2 separate regions of the Ovis aries genome follow, and region 2 is linked to region 1. The links are chromatin contacts, called in public Hi-C maps. All regions are on one chromosome and are shown on one strand. Each heading gives the region's core, a stretch centred on a gene start, on an enhancer-like site or on the middle of the called end of the contact. The rest is flanking DNA. Distances are from core to core; before and after follow the strand shown.

What was found. Hi-C and Micro-C count contacts between places; a contact is called where the count stands out from the background.
Region 2: a contact with region 1 is called in a Hi-C map of hypothalamus, with 5 times the contacts expected there. The contact joins the promoter of USP34 here to the enhancer-like site in region 1. A contact is called at or near these places in 6 of 16 Hi-C or Micro-C datasets (blood, hypothalamus, muscle and 2 more).

The regions. Positions count from the first base shown.
Region 1 is chr3:46,347,576-46,350,742 of ARS-UI_Ramb_v3.0, forward strand. No RefSeq gene overlaps it. Among named protein-coding and RNA genes, the nearest start is that of FAM161A, 47 kb to the left of the region's middle. Within about 2 kb of position 1,681, at least 7 of the 54 cell types and tissues checked have an H3K27ac peak or open chromatin away from gene starts, as enhancers often do. A contact at or near this core is called in hypothalamus, where this site is marked.
Region 2 is chr3:46,652,076-46,655,059 of ARS-UI_Ramb_v3.0, forward strand. It overlaps USP34 (ubiquitin specific peptidase 34), which reads left to right and starts at 1,346. Exons shown (of 80, transcript XM_042246017.2): 1 at 1,346-1,448. The coding sequence starts at 1,406. LOC132659393 (a long non-coding RNA gene) reads right to left here and starts at 1,093. Exons shown (of 2, transcript XR_009599817.1): 1 at 728-1,093.

The sequences.
Region 1 (3,167 bases), core at 431-2,930:
AGGCTTAATAGTTGTGGCACACAGGCTTAGTTGCTCTGAGGCATGTGGGATCTTCCCGGATCAGGGATTGCACCCGTATCTCCTGCACTGGCAGGTGGATTCTTTACCAGTGAGCCACTGGGGAAGCGCCCCCGCCCCCCACACCAAGCTTATTAAAGTCGTGACTTCAAAAATGGCAATGGTACGCTTGCTGCTGCTGCTGCTGCTGCTGCTAAGTCGCTTCAGTCGTGTCCGACTCTGTGCGACCCCATAGATGGCAGCCCACCAGGCTCCCCGGTCCCTAGGATTCTCCAGGCAAGAATACTGGAGTGGGTTGCCATTTCCTTCTCCAATGCATGAAAGTGAAAAGTGAGAGTGAAGTCACTGAGTTGTGTCCAGCTCTCAGCGACCCCATGGACTGCAGCCTACCTGGCTCCTCTGTCCATCCATTTTATAATGATTGTCCTGGTTGCAGTGAGAAAATAGATTGGCGGTTGCTAAGACAGAAGCAGAGACCTGTCGGGCTGGGATGAGAGAGGTCCAGGGGACACACTGTGGTTACCTGAACTGGAGCTCAATAGGAAAGGTGACAGATTTGAACAATAATTTCCAATAGTAAAGGACAAGGAAAACAGTGGTGCTGAAGTTCATGGGATCGCAGACTCTGACATGACCTAGTGACTGAACAACAACAATATTCTTGAAACAAAAAGTTAGAGGTGTTCATGGAGCCATGAAAACTTTTAGTGGTCTGTGGTGAACAAGTTTTCAAATCTCTTGTTTAAGCCTAATTTTATATCTTACGAACAGCCTTGAAAATAGCTTTCTCTGATTTTTATTCCTAAGGTCATCTGACATTAGCCTAAATAAGTAAACCTAACCTGTCCATAGGGTAGTGAAGTCACTCAGTCGTGTCTGACTCTTTGCGACCCCATAGACTGTAGCCTACCAGGCTCCTCCATCCATGGGATTTTCCAGGCAAGAGTACTGGAGTAGGTTGCCATTTCCTTCTCCAGTCCACAGGGTACAGAAACCTATCAAAGCTGCTCTGATCTCAACAGCGGATGTATGGGAGCAGCCAGTCTTATCATCACAGGTACTCGTCTTGGCTCTCGGGAGCAGTCAGTGAATTTACCTGCTGCTATCCCGTTCATCAAGTTACCCACCCCCAACCCCTGGGGTGAAGGGATGAATGCAGGTTGCAGAACACACTCAGGAGTGGAAAGGTCAGAGAACCTCCTTCTTCCTGAGTCCGTACTACATTCCTCTGCCTTCACCTGGGGCAATAAGGCGCCACTCCTTGGAGGAGCGGAGAAGGGCTGACAGGTATGTTAAGGAAAAGGCAAATGTTCAGCTGCACTTCTTTTTTCATCCAGCAGGTGGCAATGAGTAAGTGACAAAACTCCAAGGAGAAACACTGAGAGCCAAAGCCAGAAGGGCATTGAATAAGAATCTTTAAAATTCGTAATTAAAGGCCAGTTTTTAAAATATTTAAATTTTGTTCCAATTGGCATAAAACAGAAGCCCCTCAAAAGGTTCTCAGGATTACAAACAATTGTGGCAGAAACGAGCATTTTAAATTTTTAATAAAAGCAGAATTCTAAATTCTGTGTCTTTTAATGTAAAGAGATATCTGACCAGTCCTAGTGGTGAAACAGAATAGTCTGCAGATGACCTCAGGAGACCACTCTGGGTTGTCTGGACAACTGACCAGCTGTGACCAGCAGTCTCCCTATTTCTTCCAAATTCCCCTTTCCTTGGCACAGGTGACTTCCTCCCTCCCTGCAGGAGGGGTCACAACTTCCCATGGACACCCAAGGAGTCCAGACACAAGCAGCTGGCTCTCTCAGGTAATTCTTGACAGTTGACGTCTACACAGTCTGATAGCAAGTAGTCTGCATGAACACCACTGACAAGAATGTTTACAGCTTTGGTCTTGAAGAAGAGAGGATGTCCCTTCATCGAAATGCTCACTTATGACATGTCCCACAGAGCACCTTGCCCCTGTGTGACCTCTGTCTGTACCTTCTCTTGCAGATTCTTGGTTGGTAAAGTTCCTTCTTAAGCCTGTTCCTGTGTCTATGATGTTGTGAATTTGCCTGAGCTCTGTTGTACAAGAACCTATGCTTTAAGTTGCTTTCCAGATGATGAGTGTTCCTTATGCCTTCCATGGTCTCACCGTTGTGATCTCTCCAGGGAGCAAAAAGTATAGAGTGAGATAGCAATCTTCCTAGTTAGAATAAGGCAAGTAAAACCATGGTCTGTTTTCTAATGGACTGTCTTTAAAGCACTTACAATCCTCTGTTAGGATTTGGAATGAGACAAGGAATGTATACTTTTCATTTCTCTGTTATTACTTTTGACAGTGTTGGTTTAATTGATTTGTAAAATTTATCCTGACAATTCTGCCCCACATGTCTGTGGAAACATCCAGTGTTCTGAACACCCCTTTTTCCTGTGTTTTTCTGTGATTGAGGTAGTGAGGCAGAGAAAGGGAAATCTTCCAGTGTGAAATTAAGGCATGAAAGACTTGATCACACATACAACAACAAAGTCTCATGATTTTACAGTTCCTTTCAATATGTTTGTATGAACAAAATCTGTTATTTTTGGTCAACCCAATTAATGACTGAAAAACGAAGACAGAGCAGCTCTCTAAGATTAAATTATGGAAATCCCTTTTGTACCAATTTGCAAAAATCACTGTTCTTTTGAATGTGATTAAGATATTGTGTTTGTGAGGGCTTGAGGGGTCAACTTATATTTTGTTACACCATGTCACTAAATTCTATAGTTGATGTTGATAATCTTAACCTATAGAACTATAAAAACTCTTTAAAGTTATTTTTCTCACTCTCTACAACCCATAATAAGTTTAATTAATCACTCTTTCATAACAAGAAATTAGACTTTCAGACAGAGCAGTTATGGAAAACCGCAACATAGTTCCAAAGTTGAATAAAGATAATCTTGTATTTGGGCTTTCCAGGTGGCACTAGTGGTAAAGAACCTACCTCTCAACACAGGAGACCTAAGAGACACAAGTTCAGATCCCTGGGTTGGGAAGATTCCTTGGAGGAGGGCATGGTAACCCACTCCAGAATTTTTGCCTGGAGAATCCCATGGACAAAGGAGCCTGGTAGGCTACATTCCTAAGGGTCTCAAAGAGTCGGACACAACTGAAGCGA
Region 2 (2,984 bases), core at 96-2,595, 300 kb after region 1:
CCTCCAAAGCTCTCTGGCTACGGATCTCAAAGATGCTACTATGTAAACTGGACTTCTCAATCATATCTCTAAAGGAATGTACTAGATACAGAAATCAGTAAGGACAGTATCAGTGCAGGCGAGGAAGATTTTCCCCACGCTAGCTAACTGTTACAACAACAAACTTCAGCTGAATGGCCACTTCCCTCCACCTGTTCTTCATTCTCCGCTCTCCGACTTAATTCCCGTATTATGTGCTCTCCGCCGGGAAGCACACTACGTACGCTATTTCAGGTGAAAACTCAGGGTAATTCGTAGGGGGCCCTCTGGCGGAAAGAGAAGGAGCTGCCCGGGACACTTCACTCCGCCATTTCTAGTCACATCAATGTATCACTGCTCGAGGACACGCTCGCAGGTTAAGCCAGCCCGGGGCTGTTCCATTCTTCCAAAACCCCGCGGGGAGAGGGCTGCGTGTCCCCTCCTGGGCTGCGGCGTCGCTCCAGCCGGCTTCCCGGAACCCCAGCCTCCCGCAACCCCAAAGGCCTGAGTTTGGGTGAGGGAGACGAGACAAATGAGTACCAAGTCACCCTGGGGGACCCAGAGTTAAAATGGCCAAGCGCAGGGGCGGAGGACAGGGCGGTGAGAGTGACCCGGCGCTTGCTGGGCCTCCGGGCCCGCGGAGCGGCCTCGGTGGGCGACGCCGCGCAACCACGACCCGCTCGGAGCTCCGCCATCTTCTCCAACTCACCCGGACTCCCCCCGCGGCCGCGCTGGCTTCGCGCTTCCCTTCCGGCCGCTGACAGAGATCCGGGCTGGGCGGGGTGGGCGAGCGCGCGGAGGGGGTGGACCGAGGGCGGGGAGGCCCGACGGAAGAGGAAAGGGAGGGCGGCGAGCCGGCCGCGGCGGGGTGTGGGGCGTGCGGCGTGTGTGCGGAGGGAGAGGTGGGAGGCGAAGAGAGGGAGGGAGGCGCAGGAATGAGAGCGCGAGGCCCTTTTCGTCGGCTCCTTCGCCCGGACGGAAAAAGCCGAGCGCAGCCCGAACGCTCTATTAAAATGGCGGCGGCGTCGGCGGTGGCCGCGGCGTCTGGTCGGTGAAGTGACTCTGCTGCTTCGCTCCCCACCCGCCCCCTCCCTCCCTCTCCCCTCCCCCCGTCCTCCCCCCCCCTTCCCCGCCGCCGGCGCCTCCGCGCCCCTCCGGCCTGCGCACCTCCCCTCGCCCCCCTCCACTCCCCCGCCCGCTCCGGGGACCGCCGGCCCCCTCCCCCATTCTCCAGCTCCCCGCCCCGTCCCCGCCGCCGCCCGCCCTCGTCGCCTCCCCGCCCCGCCGGCCGGCCGGCCCCCTCCTCCGCCTCTCTCCCCTCCCCCCCGCCGATCGGGATCAGTCAGTGCGATCCGAAGCGGGGGAGGGGGGGGGCGGCGGCCGAACGATGTGCGAGAACTGCGCAGACCTGGTGGAGGTGTTAAATGAAAGTAAGTAGCCGCGGCGGCGGCCTGTCGGGGTGTAGGGTTTGGGGTCCCCGCGCCGCTCTCCGGCCTCCCCGAGCTGCCGCGGCCTGCGGGAGGCGGCGGCCGAGCCGGCCGGCGTGCGGGCCTAGCGCCCCGGGAAGGTGCGCGGTGCCGCGGCCGCCGCGGCGCCTCGGGCCCAGCCCGGCCCGGTTACCTGGGCGCCCTAGAGGGGCCCGCCGCGGAGCTCCGGCCAGGCCGGGCCTGAGCGCTGTCCGCTCGGAAAGTTTCCTCATTACAGGTGTCAATTAACGAAGGCACTAATGATCCTTCGCCCCCTTCGCCCTGACGGGAAGGTGAGGCGAGGTGGGGTCCGAGTACCAGTCTCCTCTGCAGTCAACCCTTCGACCCTCCGGCCGCCCTCTTTGATTTTCAGCGTGCGGCCGAGGCCTCTTACCTGCTAATTTTCATTAAACTCCCTGGGAGGTGGTTGGTGGTTTTCCCCTCCCTTGGGGGTGTATAGGTGTGTTAAACCTTTCTGCCTGTCCTTAAATAGCTGAAAATGAGCTGTGATAGTGATAATTGGAACCCTTATATCTATTTTTTAAAAAATTAATGATGTCTCTTAGTGTACCAATCGTCGTTTTAATGATCAATTCTCTTATATCAAGGAGAGCACTGTAGTAGATACCATCCCGGGATAGTCATGGCCTGTGTCCTGGAATGAAAGGCCTTATTTCATATACTTTTGATTATTACAAAGCGTGCATTGCTCTTTTCTAGTTAGATTCCTTTAATTTATTTTACTCCAGACTCTTGTAAGATGGTATCTTAGCTTAAAGAAGCAAGGCATGTTGCAAGTTAACTATTTCTGGGCCCAAAGGCCTAGTTGGGCGACGTGAATTAGATAAAAGATTAATTTACAAAAAGTTGAGGGTTGAGAAAATGTTCGTTTAGGAACAGCTTTTGTGGATTTTGGATTTGTGTTTTGTGCGTGGTATTTCGAAAGCCTGCCAAACTGTTTACTTTCTAATATTCTTTAAAACAACTTGATAATAAAATATATCATCTAGTTTGTGTTTGAGTTTAATGAGCAAAGGCAATAATAAAAGTGGAAGGGTTCTAGTTTACTTTCACCTCTATTTTCTTCCTGACAGGTGGAAGGAAGCAGGCTTTTGCACAAATTTAAACTATACTTTCCAGTATGTTTCACTCTAAAATTTCCTGGAATTTTAAGATTATTTGTATATATATATTTAAATTTTATAGTTGGAGGATAACTGCTTTATAGAATTGTGTGGTTTTCTGTCATATATCAACAAGAATCAGCCACAGGTACACCTTTGAGGTTATTTGTATATATTTTGAGATACTGTTATTTTTGGTGCAAGTGGTTTATGATACCATAAACTTAAGTCCTTAGTACTTATTTCAGTGAGCTGTATTTTATATATCTCAGATGCAAGTTGTGGGATTATGGCTTGATTATTTTGAAATTGGAAAGGATAGCTATGTTATTTTATATATTTTAATATTTTATTGAAGGATAATTGCTTTACAGAA